3 separate regions of the Gossypium hirsutum genome follow, and regions 1 and 3 are each linked to region 2. Evidence: chromatin contacts called from public Hi-C data. All regions are on one chromosome and are shown on one strand. The core of a region is the stretch at or near the end of the contact, and the rest is flanking DNA. Distances in the headings are between cores, read along the strand shown. Region 1 holds the start of LOC107913340 (phosphatidylinositol/phosphatidylcholine transfer protein SFH11). Region 2 holds the start of LOC107893512 (coiled-coil domain-containing protein 22). Region 3 holds the start of LOC107895164 (fructose-bisphosphate aldolase, cytoplasmic isozyme 1).

Region 1 (3,260 bases), core at 697-3,196, 210 kb after region 2:
TCATATCCCTAACATATATGCCTTCCATATTTCTATTCGGCATGAATGCATATATATTTTTTAAATATAAATATGTCAATATTACATTATATGGTCTGAAACAAATTATTATAAATAAAATTTTTGGTAGAAAAAAAAATTATTCATGTTCCTATCAAATCTTTATCATTAATTTTGGATTTCATTTTTATTCACTAAATTTATTTTTAGATTTTTATTTACATATTTTCTATAAAAGTATCAAAAAAATAAAATATTATTATAATAATGTTTGTTATTTTTTAAAGAAAAAAAAGATAAAATACACATATATTCATTCAACTATAAAATTTTCATTTTAGACACTTAAAATAAAAAAAAAGTTTGTAATTTAAACACCCACGATATATAATTCGGTCATTTTAGTTACTTCTGTTAAAATCATAAACGACAAGCTGATGTAGTAGTTAAAAAATTTATATAATAACAAATTTACCTCTCAACTTTTAAATATTATATTAATTTAGTGATAATTTTAAAAAATTAATTGTCAAAATGTACAAATATTATATTAATATTCATATTAATATGAAATAAACATAATTATATTAATAATAAATAAAATAAAAATCTCCCACTCTATTGGACCTCCCCACCGCGGTCCCGTCCCCCCTAAACTTGTTATTATAATTATATTTATTTCATATCAATATAAAAATCCTCCATGGGAGGGGAGGTCGGGTTTATTTAATATTAATATAATTATATGTATATCATATTAATATAAGTATTAATATATAATTTAAATTTATTATTGTATTTTTTAAAGATATTTGTGTTTTTATATATTATTTTGAATTTTTTTGAATTAAGATATATTAGAAATATTTATAAATTTTAAAGATTAATTTTTTTAAAATTATGAATAAATGGAGATAATACGTAAAAGTGTTCCATATATGATTAGTGTGAAACCAACAAATTCATGAATAATATAATTAAATATTTTCAGTTGATGAAAAATATTATTTTCAGAATTCGTGAAATTATTATCTTTAAAATATTAAAATGAAAATATTTTGTTGTGTATATTAGTGAGCAGCAGTATAGTGGGCATTTGTGGGTGAAATAAGTTCAGCAATCCAAATGATATTAGGTTGTGGTATAGAAATACAACTCCAATGGGAAGACGAATAATACTAGCAGCCCAAACCGACATCATCTCTAGGGAACTTAGTCAATAGTTTCAGCCCTTTTAGAAATAGAAACGTCCACATATTTTAAAGGTCAAACATTTCGTCCTTACAACCTTGCAATTCTTAAACAAATGACTAAATAAATGTATTTATGAGTTTTAAATTTTAATAAATAAATAATTAATTTAAATGTTGTATGGCAAGCTGATGAATCACGGTCATCATTCGACCTCCCAACCGACTATTGATTCAAAATCATACTAAATATTGTTTGGTGATAAAAAAGAAGAAAAATTGGAAGGTGATCCATCAATGGCTAATTAAGTGGCATTATCATAAATGGGTCAAATCAATAATACAATCAAATTAAATCTTTATGTACCAAAAAACCTTTTTATAATCTAGCCATTTAATTCATTTATTTAAATATGAATCAAAGAATCAAGGTTTTGTTTTATAATATTTTTAGAAATTTGTTTGTGATAAAAGCAAATCAAAGATTGAGGGGAAACTCAAAATAATTTAAATTATATTTATTATTAATAAACAAATTTAATTATATTATTTCCCATATTTAATTCAAAATCATATAATTTTATTAAAAAAACTATAATTTTTCATCATTTTTTTACACAAATAACTTTCCCTTTTTTATTATATATTAATTCTAATATTTATTACGTATGAATCCAGCAGTAGCTACCCCTCTTTAATATGATCATTTAGTTTCTTTTTTCTTAAACTAAAAAATGAATTTTTATTTTTATTTTTTTAATTACTTCAAATTCAAATTCTTTTCCATTTCATAAAGCTATGGTTGCTTTTTAACAATTATGTTCTGAAGCAGCCGGTAACAAAAACGCCCAGATTTCATTAGTTTCAATTTTATTTTATTTTTGTTTTTTCTGTCTGGAAAAAAAAGAGAGTTTTCTCCTTTCTTATTTTTCTCTCTTTTGATGATTCTTAAGCATAAATTTTCTAACTTTAAGCTATAAAGAGAGCAAGAAAAGGAAATCAAGTAGAACTAGAGCTTTATTTAGTTGAAGTTTCAGTTTTTGCTGACAAAAAATTTTCTTCTTTATATTCCCTTTTTGTTAATTTGTTAGAAAGGATAGACAAAATGAGCAATACTCATCAGGAAGCTATAAAGCAATTTCTGTCTTTGATGGGAAATGGTGAGATTTAAGTATATAATAAGATTGATTTTTTTTTTTATCTTCCCTTTCTTGGGTTTCTCTTCCTTTGATCTGCAAATCACTAACAATTTTTCTTTCTGCTAATTTTATTTTTGTAAAATTGGACTTACAGTTGACGAGCAATTGAACGACACATTTCAGGTTAGTTTTTTCTTTTTTATGTGTGTGGGGGGGATTCTTTTATTTGTTTTTGTACTTGGATGCTGAAATAAGGGGCTGACGATAAGAAATAGGAACTCATATATAACTTTAGTAATAATTTGCCAAGTTTTTTTAGTAAATAGGTTTTGTGCTGTGGACTTGATCCAATTGCTTGCCTTTTTGCAATTTCATTGTTTAGGAGGTTCATGTTCTTTGCTGGTTCTGATCTATCTCTTGCTTGATTTATCTCAGTTAAATGTTCTTTGTTCTCTGAAATTGTAGTAGATTTGATTCGGAGCTTTGTCTGTTGTAACTGTTTTACTAGTTTTACATGGTCGATGTTGCTCTGATTCATTTTTCTTGATATACACGACACATTTGGACATAGTAAATGGGGTGTGATCCCTCAAAACCCTCTAAATAAATGGAAAAAACTTGGAAAAATTAGTATACATGTGGCAGGTTTGAAACATTCATCCTACTCTGGGTAAGTTTCATAGTTGTGTAAATTGGTAAAGAGTTATAGGAAAGCTTAGTTGGTACTTGCTAGTTTAAATCTTTTCGAATTGTAAGATCATAGTTAAGGATTTGTGGATTTGATATTAACCATACAATCTGTAGATGAAAATTTTACAAGTGCCACACAATATCTAGAGCTATATGTATTGTTATAGATAAACAAAATGCCGATGATATGATTTTCCTTCCCAGTAAGCCTACTTTGTATAGATATTTGAGGTGTTATGAA
Region 2 (3,344 bases), core at 542-3,041:
TGTATATCTCAAATAAAGATAAATAAATCTATAAACTTCTAATTTTCAACTGCAAGAAAAAAAATTTTCAACAAAGTGAAAACACATCCTTGTGAAAATGTGCCTTGTAGGACGTGTTTTCCTTTCTGTCTCCAAAAACAACATATGTCGGTAAATTTCATAAATTTCAACCTAAATCTTTAATTATTTTATAAAAAAACAACATATTCGTTTAAATCTACCAGTTACTCATCTATACTATATATTATACTTTTAATTGAATTGATATCATAATTCCATCAAATACTATTTCAGTTAAATAATAATGAAAATGTCCTTACTTTACAAAGTAAATTGTATTTTTTTGAGAATATGTTTTTTGAAACATTTTCCTAATATTTATAATCTTCAAATAGTTACAAATGAAAGTTACAAGTAATCATAAAGTTTTATCACTTAATTATTAACTAAGTTTTGTTACTATCCATAGTCATGAGTTATGTCTCTTGTTACCAAAAGTTATGTTACTTGATTATTAACAAATAGTTATGATTATTCAAGTAATATGTAATGAATAAGTGTGTTCATTTTTAATATATGTGACTATCCTAATAGGTACCCATTGAATAGTTATGTCTCTATGAGAAGAGATAAAAACTCTTATAAATAAGAGTGGCATTTCATTTGTATGGTACACCAAAAGCACATCAAAAGTTTCTTACTATTCTTCTAAAATTTCTAATATTCCTAGATTGTTCTATAAAAAATTATAGCGGAAGTTATTTATAAAAATTGATATTTTTGTTATGCTCTGCTTAATTCTTAGTGGATTGATTTTGTCAATACAAAAAGTCAACAATCATTGAGCTTCATTGTATTCTTAATGTTCATTTGCCAGTAACTCTTTCGCACACGATGATATAGGTGAGGGCAAATAAAACCTTAAAAAAAAGCATTGATACACACCTTGAAGCCTGAGTTCTTTTTTATCCCTACACACCAACATTTTTGTCGTTTTATATCTTTCACATAGAAAAATAACAAAATTTACACATAACAATATTTGCTCCTGTAATTTTATTTTTTTAAAAAATAATTCTATTAGCAATTTTAAAAGTTACTTCACAAGTAAAAGATTATAAATAAACGAGAAGGACAATGGCAGAGCCACTAAGAGACTCAGGGGGCCATGGCCCCCTATAAAATAGTTAGACTCTTTATAATTTATAAAATTTTAAATTAGTAATGATAAAATTATATTTTACCTTTAAAATAATAAAAAAATTATTTAACTCTTTAAAAATTATAAAAATAAAAACTATTAAAATGATGAAATTATATTTTATTATCGTGAAAATATATAATTTAATTCCTAAAAAAAATTTTGAAAAAAAGGAGTAACAATGTTTCATACAATACAAAGGCCATTAGGATTACAAACCCATCTCAAAGAGAGGAAAACAGACCAAGATTTTAACCCATTAGTATTGAACAATGTTCCAAATTTTTAATCATCGAATTTTTAATTTAATTAGTTTGATTATCTATCTAATAATAATTAAATAAATAATTTAAATTTTTCTTAAAATATTAAAATATTTATAAATCGATTCAATCCATAATTTTTTATCTAGATTTTTTATTTTTCGTTGATTTTAAATAATTTCCGCAAAGATTAATTCAATCCTTTCAACCGAACCATTATGCTGATAGATTCTCGGTTAAATCCGTTGGACCGACTGGTCCGGTCCCATTAGACAACAGTGCCATACTGCCATTAATAGCAAGTTGAATCAGATCAAACGACAGCGCATCCGTTTCCAACTTTAAAACGACAGGGTTTAATTAGTAGTAGTATGTGCTTTCACAGTACTCCTTCCTAAATTTAATGGATCAGGGCTGCTCATTGCTCAAAGCCAAAAAATAAAAAATAAAAATATGGAAGAGTCTCAAGAGATTCTGCTAAAATCTTTAAGCAGTTTCGGCATTTCGATCCCGGAGAATGTTTCGTCGTTTAGCGAATTAACTCCGACGACGTTGATTTCCCTCTGCTGCCAATCACTTAACATCCTCGGAAACAACGATGACGACGATGAAAACCACTTCTCCTTCCCCATTTCAGTTGAAGATTCTGTCTCCGTCGCCGACAAGTTCAAGATCTGTTCCGACGTCTCACTAGCTTTTAAGAATCTGGGTTATCTCGGTGACATGAACTATTACAAGGTAGTCTTTTTTCCTTACCTTTTTTAATCATTATATGAAATATGGAGCTGAATTTTGAATGGGGTTGGTTTAATTATATTGATTTTAAGGTAATTTTATAATATTTTGGAGTTTATAGTGATAAGAAGTTAATTTTATGGATGAAATGATTTGTTAAGCTGAATTATGCCCTGAAAAGAAAGGATACTTTCTGTGGAAAAATCTGTTTGGTTCTTTTTTCTTATTGAAGGAAAATTTAGGGACAGATGAATCTGGATATTGGTTAAATGCAGATTTGTAGCTGTATTTCATGCACTATAAAATAAACAAAATTTTTACAATTTTTAAAAAGCTATCATGAATAAAACTTTGATTCTGGTTATCGTTATTCTTATTGTTATGAAATTATGCTTAGAACAGATTATATGTATTGCTTACGGCAGTTCTTGTATCCATCAGAAGAGGAGTTACATAAGTTGGTAAGGTTTTTGGTGGAGAAGCTTTCTAGTTCATCTGAAGCTGTAAAATTTTCTGGGGAAAGGGATGTTGGGCCGAGACTGAAATTCAAGGAGGATAACTTCGGGAAAGTTTCGGAATCTGTTATGAAGAATGCAGATAATGAAGAGGTTGATCAGAATCTTCAAAAGGTTGAAGCTATCTTGAAAGATCTTAGAGTAGATGAACTATCGGAATCATCCCAGTTCAAGGCTGGGGATGCAACTGTTGTCTGTGACCCTCTTAGGGTGCATGATATACTGCAGGATGAGCTATTTAGTGAGTCTACTGCTGAATTTGTGGATTCAAGTGGTGCATCTGGACATGAGGGTACTGCACATCAGAAAGATGAACATGTTTCAACTTGTCCCAAAGAGACAAACTCCAAGGTGCATTATTTGACTACATTAAATTTTAAGTAAATATTAGCCTACAATTAGGACCTGCATTTTTCTAATTTGTAACTAGAATATTATACTATGATAGTGTCTTAGGAAAAATTAAATGGCTTAAATTTAGATACGGGACTGATGACTAGATATGTAAAGGAGGCATATATGCTCAAGCTATTCAGGTTCAGCCCGAAAAATGTTGATTTCAGTTGTCATTGTCAAATCAAGCTGAAGCTTTATAAGCTTGATTTGAGTTGATTAGCTTGTGTGCCTAAA
Region 3 (3,320 bases), core at 518-3,017, 230 kb before region 2:
CTCCCAAACGAACATATGAATGCTTTAATACTTGTAACCCTTAACAAACAAGCTCTCTGAAGCCAATCCACCCGCACTGCCTCCGCTGTATTTCCCCAGCGTGGCCTCCGAATTCGCTTTGCATCTCGATAAAAACGCTTCTTGCGCTTTCCTAACATTCGCCTTCTTCCCCGCCCATGTCTTAAGCGTGCTCTGTTGCAGGGCTCGCCCGAACGAGAACGACAGCGTCCATGGCTTCAACACTTCCAGTTTGTTCATCGCATCCAGATTCTGCGTCGCCTCTTCCTCGCTTTGGCCTCCTGATAAGAACACAATCCCTGGCACTGCTGGTGGAACGGTTCGGCGAAGTGCGGTTACTGTGTATTGCGCAATCACCTCTGGTGCCTCCTGTGGTGAATCGGTACATGGTTTTTCAGACATCAGTATAATATAGGAATTTCATTGATCGTATACATGAGATAACATATGGGTTTTTACACTACCTTTAGGCTGTCAGAACCTGGAGTGACCATGTTGGGCTTCAAAAGGGTGCCCTCGAGTAAAACATGGTGATCATTCAGCGCCTTGTAAACAGCGGCAAGCACGGTTTCAGTGACAGCGGCACATTTTTTAATATCATGAGGGCCATCAGTTAGCACCTCAGGCTCAACAATGGGGACGAGCCCATTTTCCTGACAAATGATGGCATAACGAGCCAACCCCTGCGCGTTCTGCTGGATAGCCAACTCGGATGGCTCGTTGGGACCGATCTTGAGCACTGCACGCCATTTGGCGAAACGCGCACCAGCTTTATAGTATTGCTGACAACGCGCACCCAAGGAGTCGAACCCTTGAGTAGTGGTCTCGCCATTGGTGCCGGCTATCTCAACGGTGCCCTTATCGACCTTGATACCTGGAATGACATTGTTCTCTTCGAGGATTTCAACGAAGGGTTTCCCGTCAGAGGTTTTCTGGTAAAGTGTTTCCTCGAAAAGAATGACACCGGAGAGGCAGGATAATGCGTTGGGAGAGGTGAAAAGGAGCTCGCGGAGGGCTTGGCGATTGGACTCGATGTTCTCGACGTTGATGCTCGAGAGACGCTTCCCGATGGTGCCTGTGCTCTCGTCCGCCGCCAAAATACCTTTGCCTGGCGTGGCGATGTACTTGGCGTTCTTGATCAACTCCTCTGGGGGAAAATATACATATAGGGTTTAGTCAAAGCTAGGACTAACAAAATCATGCATAAAATAGCATATCTGTAATGAAAAATATGAACATTTATGGTACGGATCGATCAAGTGTTGTGGTCACTAAGGATTTACATGCATGTCCCCAAATACAACGGAATAAAACATGCAGGGGAAGACAACGAAAGCCAAAATCCAAAACGGGAGCTCACCTGCATACTTGCCAACAAAAGCCGACATGGTTCAAGGGTGGAGAGGAAGATATAATATGGATAATAACAAGAGGAAAATACAAAAGCAAATCCAAAGGGGTAGCACTCTTATATAGATGAGGTGGTAAGGAATATGCATGCAGGAATCCATGAGATACCATGCATGAAGTAGGGTACACGTGTCAAAAGAATAGCCCATGGAAAATTATCATAGTGGGATAAAGTAATGAGTGATGGCATTCCTGCCCAAGTGGCAGCTTAAATCCATGCATTATCCCGGGTTACAGTGTATGCAGTGGAATCGCAAATTGCTTATCCAATTGAAGCTGTTGTTTAGTAGGGGGAATCGGAGCAAACGAGAGATGGAAACTCAATTCCTCTATTTTAGCCACATCCTTAACAATTGGTCCAAACGCTCGGCCTCAACTTAACATGTTTGGCGACAACTTTCTTACTTATTATTTGATTTTGATATATCTGTCAGCTAACATAATTTCATTATGATTCTCCACTCCATTGAATTTTCTTTTTTTAGATAATTAAATGTTGATTTATTTTATCAGACTTATTTATTTAGAAAAAGAAATCAGTTTTGGCCTCAATTATTTATGTTGGAATTCTAAAATATTTAAATTCAACTCACTCGCTTGAGCTAGAAAGGATGATTAGAGATGATGCGTAGAAAGGAAGAAAAGTTTCTATTAAGATAACCAAAATAATATAGATAAAACTCTTGATTCCAATCATCAGTGCTCAATTCCTGGTAACCTCAAAATCTAAAATGAAATTTCATTATATCGAAGTGAAAATTTGTGGTTTATAAATACACAACATATTGGGGAGGCTGCTGAATCATTTATTAAGTTGGGACCTCCTTCAGCCACTCCCCCTAGTACGATGGAAAAGATAAAAGCAAGTAGTTTTCTATGTGAGGGTTTTACTAGGTCAGCTCTTTCCAACTTTCTGGTATTTTAAGACTCATTTTCAAGCATTATCTCAACAGATGTTAAAGATACGTAAATGGCAACTCTATTGTTCCGACACTTCAATTTTTTTTTCTTTTGTACTACTTATATCTGACGCCTATTTCTGACATGTATTCAAACTTGGATATAAGGATATGACTCTCCCATGCTTGGAAAAACTGTAAAAGAATTGAACATCTCCATGTCCGGCACATCCCACCCAAGTTTGAGTAACAATGACAAAAAAAGAAATCAACCATGGGACTCTAGGTCTGATTTAAGTCAAAACTGTTTCAAAAATGATTAGGCGAAGCGCAAAATGTACTAAATCATGCTCAGTTGAATTCTCCGGCTCACAGTAGTTTCGCCAGGGGGAAGACTTTGAATTAGGCTATTGAGAAGGGGGCACCACTTGCAGGTCATCATCATCCGTTCCAAAATATCGGTCCCCGAACTCACCCATACCAGGGATAACACGGAATTCTTCGTTTAAACCAATATCAATCTCAGATGTCACAATCTTTACTCTTGGGAAGCTTTTGCACACCACATGTACACCCTGAGGTGCCTGGGGAATCAAGTGACATGATGGTAGAGCAAGATGATAAGTAAATCTAAATCTAAATTATTCAAAAGAAGAACCCCACAATATACTGAAAATTGTAACAGCTTGAAACAACAATAACTTACGGATATGAGATTGAGAAATATGATGTTGGATTCCGGTACACCCTTTCTTATAAGTAATGAAATAGCTTTGACAGCTGTATTGCCTATAAAATAGTTGCAATATGTAAAATCACTAGTCCTAGATGGATGAAAAAGAAAAATATCATTGAATTTTCACAGGGTGCTTTTAAATACAAATTCCAGCTGTGCACAATTTTTAAACATGTTAAACCAAATGATGTTAAAAAATGGAATGGAATGATAAAACAAAATGGTTAACATGAAAACATGTTGCTATTGCAGAAGTT

Evidence for each region. A called contact is a pair of places that touch in the nucleus more often than the background predicts.
Region 1: a Hi-C map of leaf shows a contact between it and region 2, with 1.9 times the contacts expected there. The contact joins the promoter of LOC107913340 here to the promoter of LOC107893512 in region 2. A contact is called at or near these places in 5 of 34 Hi-C or Micro-C datasets (all in leaf).
Region 3: a Hi-C map of leaf shows a contact between it and region 2, with 2.1 times the contacts expected there. The contact joins the promoter of LOC107895164 here to the promoter of LOC107893512 in region 2. A contact is called at or near these places in 2 of 34 Hi-C or Micro-C datasets (both in leaf).

The regions. Positions count from the first base shown.
Region 1 is chrA13:92,096,231-92,099,490 of Gossypium_hirsutum_v2.1, forward strand. It overlaps LOC107913340 (phosphatidylinositol/phosphatidylcholine transfer protein SFH11), which reads left to right and starts at 1,947. Exons shown (of 11, transcript XM_041085253.1): 1 at 1,947-2,350; 2 at 2,484-2,512. The coding sequence starts at 2,296.
Region 2 is chrA13:91,889,689-91,893,032 of Gossypium_hirsutum_v2.1, forward strand. LOC107893512 (coiled-coil domain-containing protein 22) reads left to right here and starts at 1,792. Exons shown (of 6, transcript XM_016818528.2): 1 at 1,792-2,202; 2 at 2,625-3,065. The coding sequence starts at 1,918.
Region 3 is chrA13:91,657,404-91,660,723 of Gossypium_hirsutum_v2.1, forward strand. LOC107895164 (fructose-bisphosphate aldolase, cytoplasmic isozyme 1) reads right to left here and starts at 1,768. Exons shown (of 3, transcript XM_016820415.2): 1 at 1,379-1,768; 2 at 483-1,165; 3 at 1-387. The coding sequence starts at 1,406. The coding sequence ends at 25. LOC107895166 (uridine kinase-like protein 3) reads right to left here. Exons shown (of 15, transcript XM_016820420.2): 14 at 3,034-3,116; 15 at 2,143-2,911. The coding sequence ends at 2,735.